Linked DNA regions of Gossypium raimondii: region 1 is linked to region 2. The links are chromatin contacts, called in public Hi-C maps. All regions are on one chromosome and are shown on one strand. The core of a region is the stretch at or near the end of the contact, and the rest is flanking DNA. Distances in the headings are between cores, read along the strand shown.

Region 1 (3,427 bases), core at 815-3,314, 180 kb before region 2:
AGCATGATAAGAATAAATCCCAAGATAGTTGGATAAGTAATTACTTCTTTCCCATATAGCTTAAGCTTCTTTATTTGTGAAGCTTCCTTGTGGACACTTCATCCAGTCATGTTCATTTGATTGGTTCATTCTTGTAACAAGATTTGTTTTTCCCCTACACCTCTTACTATTTGAGCAGGCTTTTCAATTATATTTCTCAAAAACACTGAAGCAGTTATGTTTATCTGAACTAATAACTTCATTGTTGGAAACAAAATCATTAGGCCTATTACAGCTTTCCGTGCAGGATTCTTTTCTTACCCTTGTTGATATGATTGATTCAATCCAATAATGTGATTTTATTCTGCATAGTTATTTTTGTGTAGACTTTTTGCTGATGTTTTTGACTGATGTAATTAATTGAGGGGAAAAATAGTTTTGCAAACTCTGTAGTTGATTACTACTCAGTTCTAATTATCAAGTCATTGATGTTGTGGTTTTACTGTACTTTTGCATGGAGCCAGGTCAAGGCATTGATGCATTGTCAACCTAATCTTCATTACAACTCTTGTATTCATTTGTTCATCAGTCTTTACCTTATGGAATGCCCTTGAGTCATAATTGACAATCAATTATTGTTATGTAGGTATTTAAAGGGAAAAAGATGCCTGGGCGCATGGGTGCGAAGACAAGAACAGTTAAAAATGTGTGGGTATACAAGATAGATCCTGCAAGGAATTTGATGTGGGTGAGGGGTCAGGTATGGTTTTCTTATTTTAAGTGCTTAAGCATTTTGAATGGAAAAAATCAGGAGGCTATAGCCTTTGCACAACAGTTGCAAGCTTCCAAATCTGATGTTGGTCATAAAAATAAGGGACTAACCCCCTTCAAAGGATGGGAACAAATTACATTGCATCTGAAGTTCTTAACCATCTAATCTGTTTTATTTGTATAGCTTTTTATCGGCAGTATTGTTTAGGGAGTTGGTTATTGTTTACAGGTCCCAGGTGCTAAAGGGAACTTTGTCTTCATAAAGGATTCTGTTTACAAGAAACCCAATGTTTCAATGCTTCCATTCCCGACTTATTTTGTAGCAGAAGATGAGGATGAAACAAATATAGGGCCTCTGGTTGCTGATCTTGGAGAGGTAGATCCGTTTATGGTAGCTGATTGACGTGGGGCGGAGTTTGAGTTGGTTGTGGGATGGCAGATTAATTTCCGGACCAGTTAACTTGCGGAATAGTAAGAAGTTGGTTTGTGTCCTAGTTATTTGGTTTTAGGAAGGAATGTAATATGAGATAATGGTTATAGAGTTGAAGGTTGATGTATGAATTTTTGAAGCAAATTGAGCATTGATTTTTCTGTAACAGGAATGGAGTTATTTTAAATAAATGAAAGGAAACCTGAAATTTTGCTTTTGCGAGTACAAACTTATAGGACATTAGATATAATAACTGTTGATAACATATTTTTATACTTTTAAATGGATGTTAAACTTGAATTAAATAGCAATGCAAGATTTTGAACTCATTTAGGCTAACATTACATGCTATGAAAACTTTCAAGGAGTATGAAATACTATCAATAAATGAGACGAGTTCAAATGAACAAAGTTTTGATGTATTTGATTGTTTATTTTGAAGTTATTCGTGTTTGTTTAAAATTTTAATATTATGTTCTTCAAACTCAGTTTATTATTTGGTGTTTGATATGTTTAGTCTAACTAAATATAAATGTAAAAATAAAGGGAAAATGCTATTTAAGTATTTTTCATAGGAAATATTATCTTCAAATAAGCGAGTTTATAAATAAACAAGTTGGTGAACATAAATAGACTGTTGAAACTTATTCATTTAATAAATAACCGTATGTTCATTCACAGTTGAATCCATCTGCAACTCATACCCGGTCTTATTTACATGCCTGATGAAAAGGCCGTAGATAAGCATTGTATTATAGTTGTTTAGGCTAATGGGCCTCTATCCCATATTGGGCATTTCTTTCCATTACCAAATTCTGAAGACAGACATTATTATCCTAGTCACTTTAAGCAAAATCAAACCAAGTACCCAATTGCAGCATCTCTCTCTAATTTCCAATCTCCCCCCCCCCACCCCCCCTCTTCCTCTCTGTATGATGTACTGTAGTGTGTACTGTTACAACACAATTAAGTTGGGTCTTTTCCGACAGACAGACAGACAGACAGGCAGACAACCAAATGAAAATCACTAATCTGCTTTGAGTCTTTTGACCACCCACACTCAAAACCCCTTCACTTTCCCTCTTCCTACATCCTAGCCTTGTCAAGGAACTTACTTAGTGTTGGATATTATCCCCCACATTTGGGATTTTTCATTTTGCCTTCCGGGCATGAAGCGGGATCAGCTGTCCGAATGCGGGGGCTGCGGCGCCCCTGAGCGTTTCCTACTCCACAACCTCCGCCACAGAGCCAGCTATCGACGTCTCTGCACCAACTGCGTCCTCAAGAACCACCAGGGCCTCTTCTGCCCCATTTGCCTCGAAGTTTTCAACGAGTCCCCTCCCCCTCACCAGCGCCTCATCTGCCTCAAATGCCCTTCCATTTCTCACCTTTCTTGCTCCTCCTCTTCCCTCTCGCCTTCCTCCTTTACCTGTCCCCCTTGCTCCAACCCTAATTTCTCTTTCTTCAATCTCACCCCCACTAAGAAACCCAAGTCAACGCCCGATCATCCTCCCGGATCTACCCTCGACGGCGACGACGACAACAACAAGACGACGAACACGAGGGTTATTGACAAGGAAGCGGCTAAGGCACTTCTAGCTGCTGCTAAGATTGCTGCCGCCTCTATGACCAAAGCTGCCGCTGTTGCGAAAGTGGAGGCTGAGCGGAGGGTCAAAGAGGCTACTTTGGCAAAGAAGAGAGCCAAAGAGGCTCTCGAGAGACTCGCCTTGTTGGCCCGGAAGGATAATGATAGACATAAGTCGTCCCTCGTAGGCATTCCCAAATCTAAACCTGATGCTGCCATTGCTGCTGCTGCTGACGCCAAAGCAAACTCTTTATCCCTTCCATCTCCTATTCCCGACAAGGGAAACAATGGGTCGTATTCAGTTTCTGCTGCTAATGTATCCATTTCAATCCCCAAGTTGCAGCGTCAACAAAGCACTCATGGTATGCCTAATTGATCATTGGTGATTCCAACAATCTCAGTAAAGTGTTTGTTTTCGTTTGTTGGTATTTAGCCTTTCTGTTCATGGGAACCATATGTCAAATCTTTGTAGAGATGATTTAGGAAGAGAGTAGCCTGTTTTTCTGTATTCAGTAAGCTTTTTGTTTGCATTCAATTGTAGCTTTCTCTATTGCCCTGTATGTATTTTTCATTAAGCTCGTTGTTTCTGTTTATTTGCTTCACCTTTAACCCTTCTTATGCCAAAACTAAAGCTCTCTGGACTTTCTGTTCTTACAAAATTA
Region 2 (3,166 bases), core at 187-2,686:
CAATCCTCTCACCGCTCAATTTTTTTATTATAAAAAAAAGCAAAAAAAAACCTTCCTAATCTCACTTAATATTGATATTTAACATATTTATCCTTCTTTCAAATGCGAGTAACTAACGGTAATGAATTACCAAATTTACTTTTGTTCATCTACTTATCCTACTTATGATTGGTATAATAACAAATTTAATCTTCGACAGTTACAAATTCTATCATTTTGATTCCTATTTGATATCAATAAATTTAGAACTAAGATCAAGTTCAAAGAAGTTTAAATATTAAAGATTAAATTAATTGAATTTTTAAATCAGAATAAATCTTATAAAATATATAAAATTGAATATTATTATATCAATTAAAAGTAAGATAAATTGTGGAAAGAAATAAAAATGATTAATTTTAAAAAAGTTAATTTGTTGAATAATGAAAGGATTGGAGATAATTTTTTGATCCCAACTTATATATAAAACATGGAATTGGATTAGAAATAAAAATACATGTATGTAATCTTGAGATTAAAAAAAAGAGTTGAGAGTTGGGAGAAAGATGAAAACAATAGTTTTGTGATTGAAACCATTTTCATTAGTTCAACACTGCCACAGTTATTACATCTATTGAAACCCAAATTTGGATGTTCCTTGTTTCTTACATTTATGTATTTCAGAAACAATCCATCATTCCTCAGTTCATCATTCATTCATCCAAGGTTTCATTATTACAGCAATTATACCCTCTCTCTATTTCTATTATTATTATGATTTTTGGATATTTGGCCTTGGAACGAATGCTTCTGCAATCTTTGTAATTCCAACCCACCTTATTTTTCTTTTCTTTTTTTACTTTTTTTTATCTTTTTGTTTTGTGGGGGACTATGCTTTGATTCCTCAATCTTCTCTCCATGTATGCCCATACATACGTGACACCATCCATCTTAGTATGAAGATGGTCCCTACTCTCTAGAAGAAAGATTAAAGGGATTGTATGTTATTAATTTAAATATTTTGAAACTAAAGCAAGGGTGTTTAAGGAAAAACAATGACAATGTCAATCAAAAGCCTGTTGGTATTGGAGTCCAGTCTGTTTCTTTGACTATGCATGCAGATCTACTAATCTATATTAAAAGAAAATTACCTTTATTTCAAAAACACTGTAAAATTAAAATCTCAAACTAAAATAAGTATCAAGGATGAAATTTATGGTCATTTCTTTTTTGGATCATTCTCCCTTTGATTTCAACCATACCATTACCCACTTGTTTTGTTTATATTTTCATTTTTTAAGTTAAAGTTTTCAATGATTAAAAAATGAAACTACTACCTTGAAAAACTAAAATTTACAGAAAGCACAATAAAGAATAAAAAGAATCATTTTCCACAATTGGGTTCTTAATTTGTAAGATTTTTTTTATTTTTTTAATTCATCAAGAAGAAGAATCTGAGACTCAATTTATAAATTGTTTTCCAATAATATGCAGTGTTATGAGTTGTGACAAAGAAAAAAGAAAAGTGAAGAAACAGCAAAAGAAAAACAAAAAAAAAAAGCTTCCAGTTGTTGTGTTGTGTAAGCTGCTTCCATTTCACTGTTTAATGTAAGGCATGTCTTTCCTCATCACCTACCTCTGACAACTCCACATCTTCTTCTCATTGCCCCGGTCAATACCCATTTCTCAAAATCCCCACTTCTCACATGGAAACCCTACAAAAATCCCTTCATTTTTTGACATTGCTGTAACCCCTTTTCTAGCTTTTCAATATGGTTTCTTCTGGGATTTCCTCCTACAGTCTTTACAAACATCCAAGCTCTTAAATTAAACTTCTTTTCTTTCTTTTTTCCCCCTTTTCGTCTCTTACCAGCACTGTCTCAACAAGGTCTGTTGTGATTCATTTGTTCTTCATTGCGTTTATTAATGCTTGAAGTTTTTGTTTTTATTTTTATTTTTTGGTTGATCCTGTCAAATAATGGCTGAAATTATTATCATTTTTTTGTTGGAAATATGATATCTGGTTCAGTTTTATGTGTGTGTGATGATTTGTCAAATGTAGAGTGTGTGTTGGAAATGTGATGCCTATTCTTATTCTATTTGATTTTTTATGTTTGTTTATTATTTGAAAAAAAAATAAGTTTTTGGTAGTCGGTGGACTTTGATTTAAAGAAAAAGCTCTTTGCTTTCCTTCAAGCTTCTCTCTCTGATTGAGGGCTCTCTTTTGGGGTTCTTTTTTTGGAAACTTGATTGTGGTTCAAGGTCTGCTTTAGTTTTCCTTATCTTTCTATATTTGCTTTACCCTCTGCACTTGTTTACTGTGAAATTTAGTTGGCCATTTGTTTCTCTTTTTATGTCATAAATTGATTGGTATTTTGAATAAATGCAAAATATGTAACAGTTTTTTTATTAGATGGTTGTGGTTCTAAGTTATTTTACTTAAACATGTTTTCAGGCATCTTGGTGTAGGTGAAGATGGCCTCTGATCTGAACAAAACTCTGTCAAAAGAGTACATTGGTCTGCAATTGTGGGTTCTTATTGTAATTTGCTTAGGAGTGGTATTCTTAGTTATCCTTAGCATATCACTGTGGCTTAGCTTTCGGAAGAAATCCAGAAGGGCGAATGTGATGCTTCCTCTCACCCAAGTTCCATATGTTTCAGAGGAAATTAAAGAGATAAGAGTTGATCAAGCTTCTGCAAACAATGGTAACACCCTTAATGAGAAATTCAGTGACAAAGGTTCAGAGAAGGGTTTGTTTAACGTAGATAATGGAGAGGATAGCGGTCAGTCGGGTTCTTTTAATCATGTAGATAAGGATGTTAAAGGATCTCAACCAGGAGAAGAGGGAGCTACTGGGGCAGTATCTACATACAGGCCTTCTTCAAATCCTCTGACAGCTCCTTCACCTTTGTCTGGCCTGCCTGAATTTTCGCGCCTAGGCTGGGGTCATTGGTTCACTCTCAGGGACCTACACCTTGCAACTAACCGGTTTTCAAAGGATAATATTATTGGTGATGGTGGATATGGAGTTGTTTATAGAGGCAATCTGATTAACGGGACTCCTGTAGCCGTCAAAAAGCTTCTTAACAATCCGTATGTTGCAGTGAAGATTAGTCCTTTTGTTAGTTTTATGCTGTCCACAGCTTGTAATGTTGGCTAGTAATGATTCTTTTTTTGTTCTTTAG

What was found. A called contact is a pair of places that touch in the nucleus more often than the background predicts.
Region 1: a Hi-C map of leaf shows a contact between it and region 2, with 2.8 times the contacts expected there. The contact joins the promoter of LOC105796966 here to the promoter of LOC105796958 in region 2. A contact is called at or near these places in 2 of 2 Hi-C or Micro-C datasets (both in leaf).

The regions. Positions count from the first base shown.
Region 1 is chr3:7,884,879-7,888,305 of ASM2569854v1, reverse strand. It overlaps LOC105796966, which reads left to right and starts at 2,064. Exons shown (of 2, transcript XM_052628075.1): 1 at 2,064-3,127. The coding sequence starts at 2,350. LOC105796967 (50S ribosomal protein L3-2, mitochondrial) reads left to right here. Exons shown (of 5, transcript XM_012626840.2): 4 at 626-739; 5 at 980-1,409. The coding sequence ends at 1,153.
Region 2 is chr3:7,706,351-7,709,516 of ASM2569854v1, reverse strand. It overlaps LOC105796958 (probable receptor-like protein kinase At5g18500), which reads left to right and starts at 1,436. Exons shown (of 8, transcript XM_012626830.2): 1 at 1,436-1,592; 2 at 2,435-3,074. The coding sequence starts at 2,455.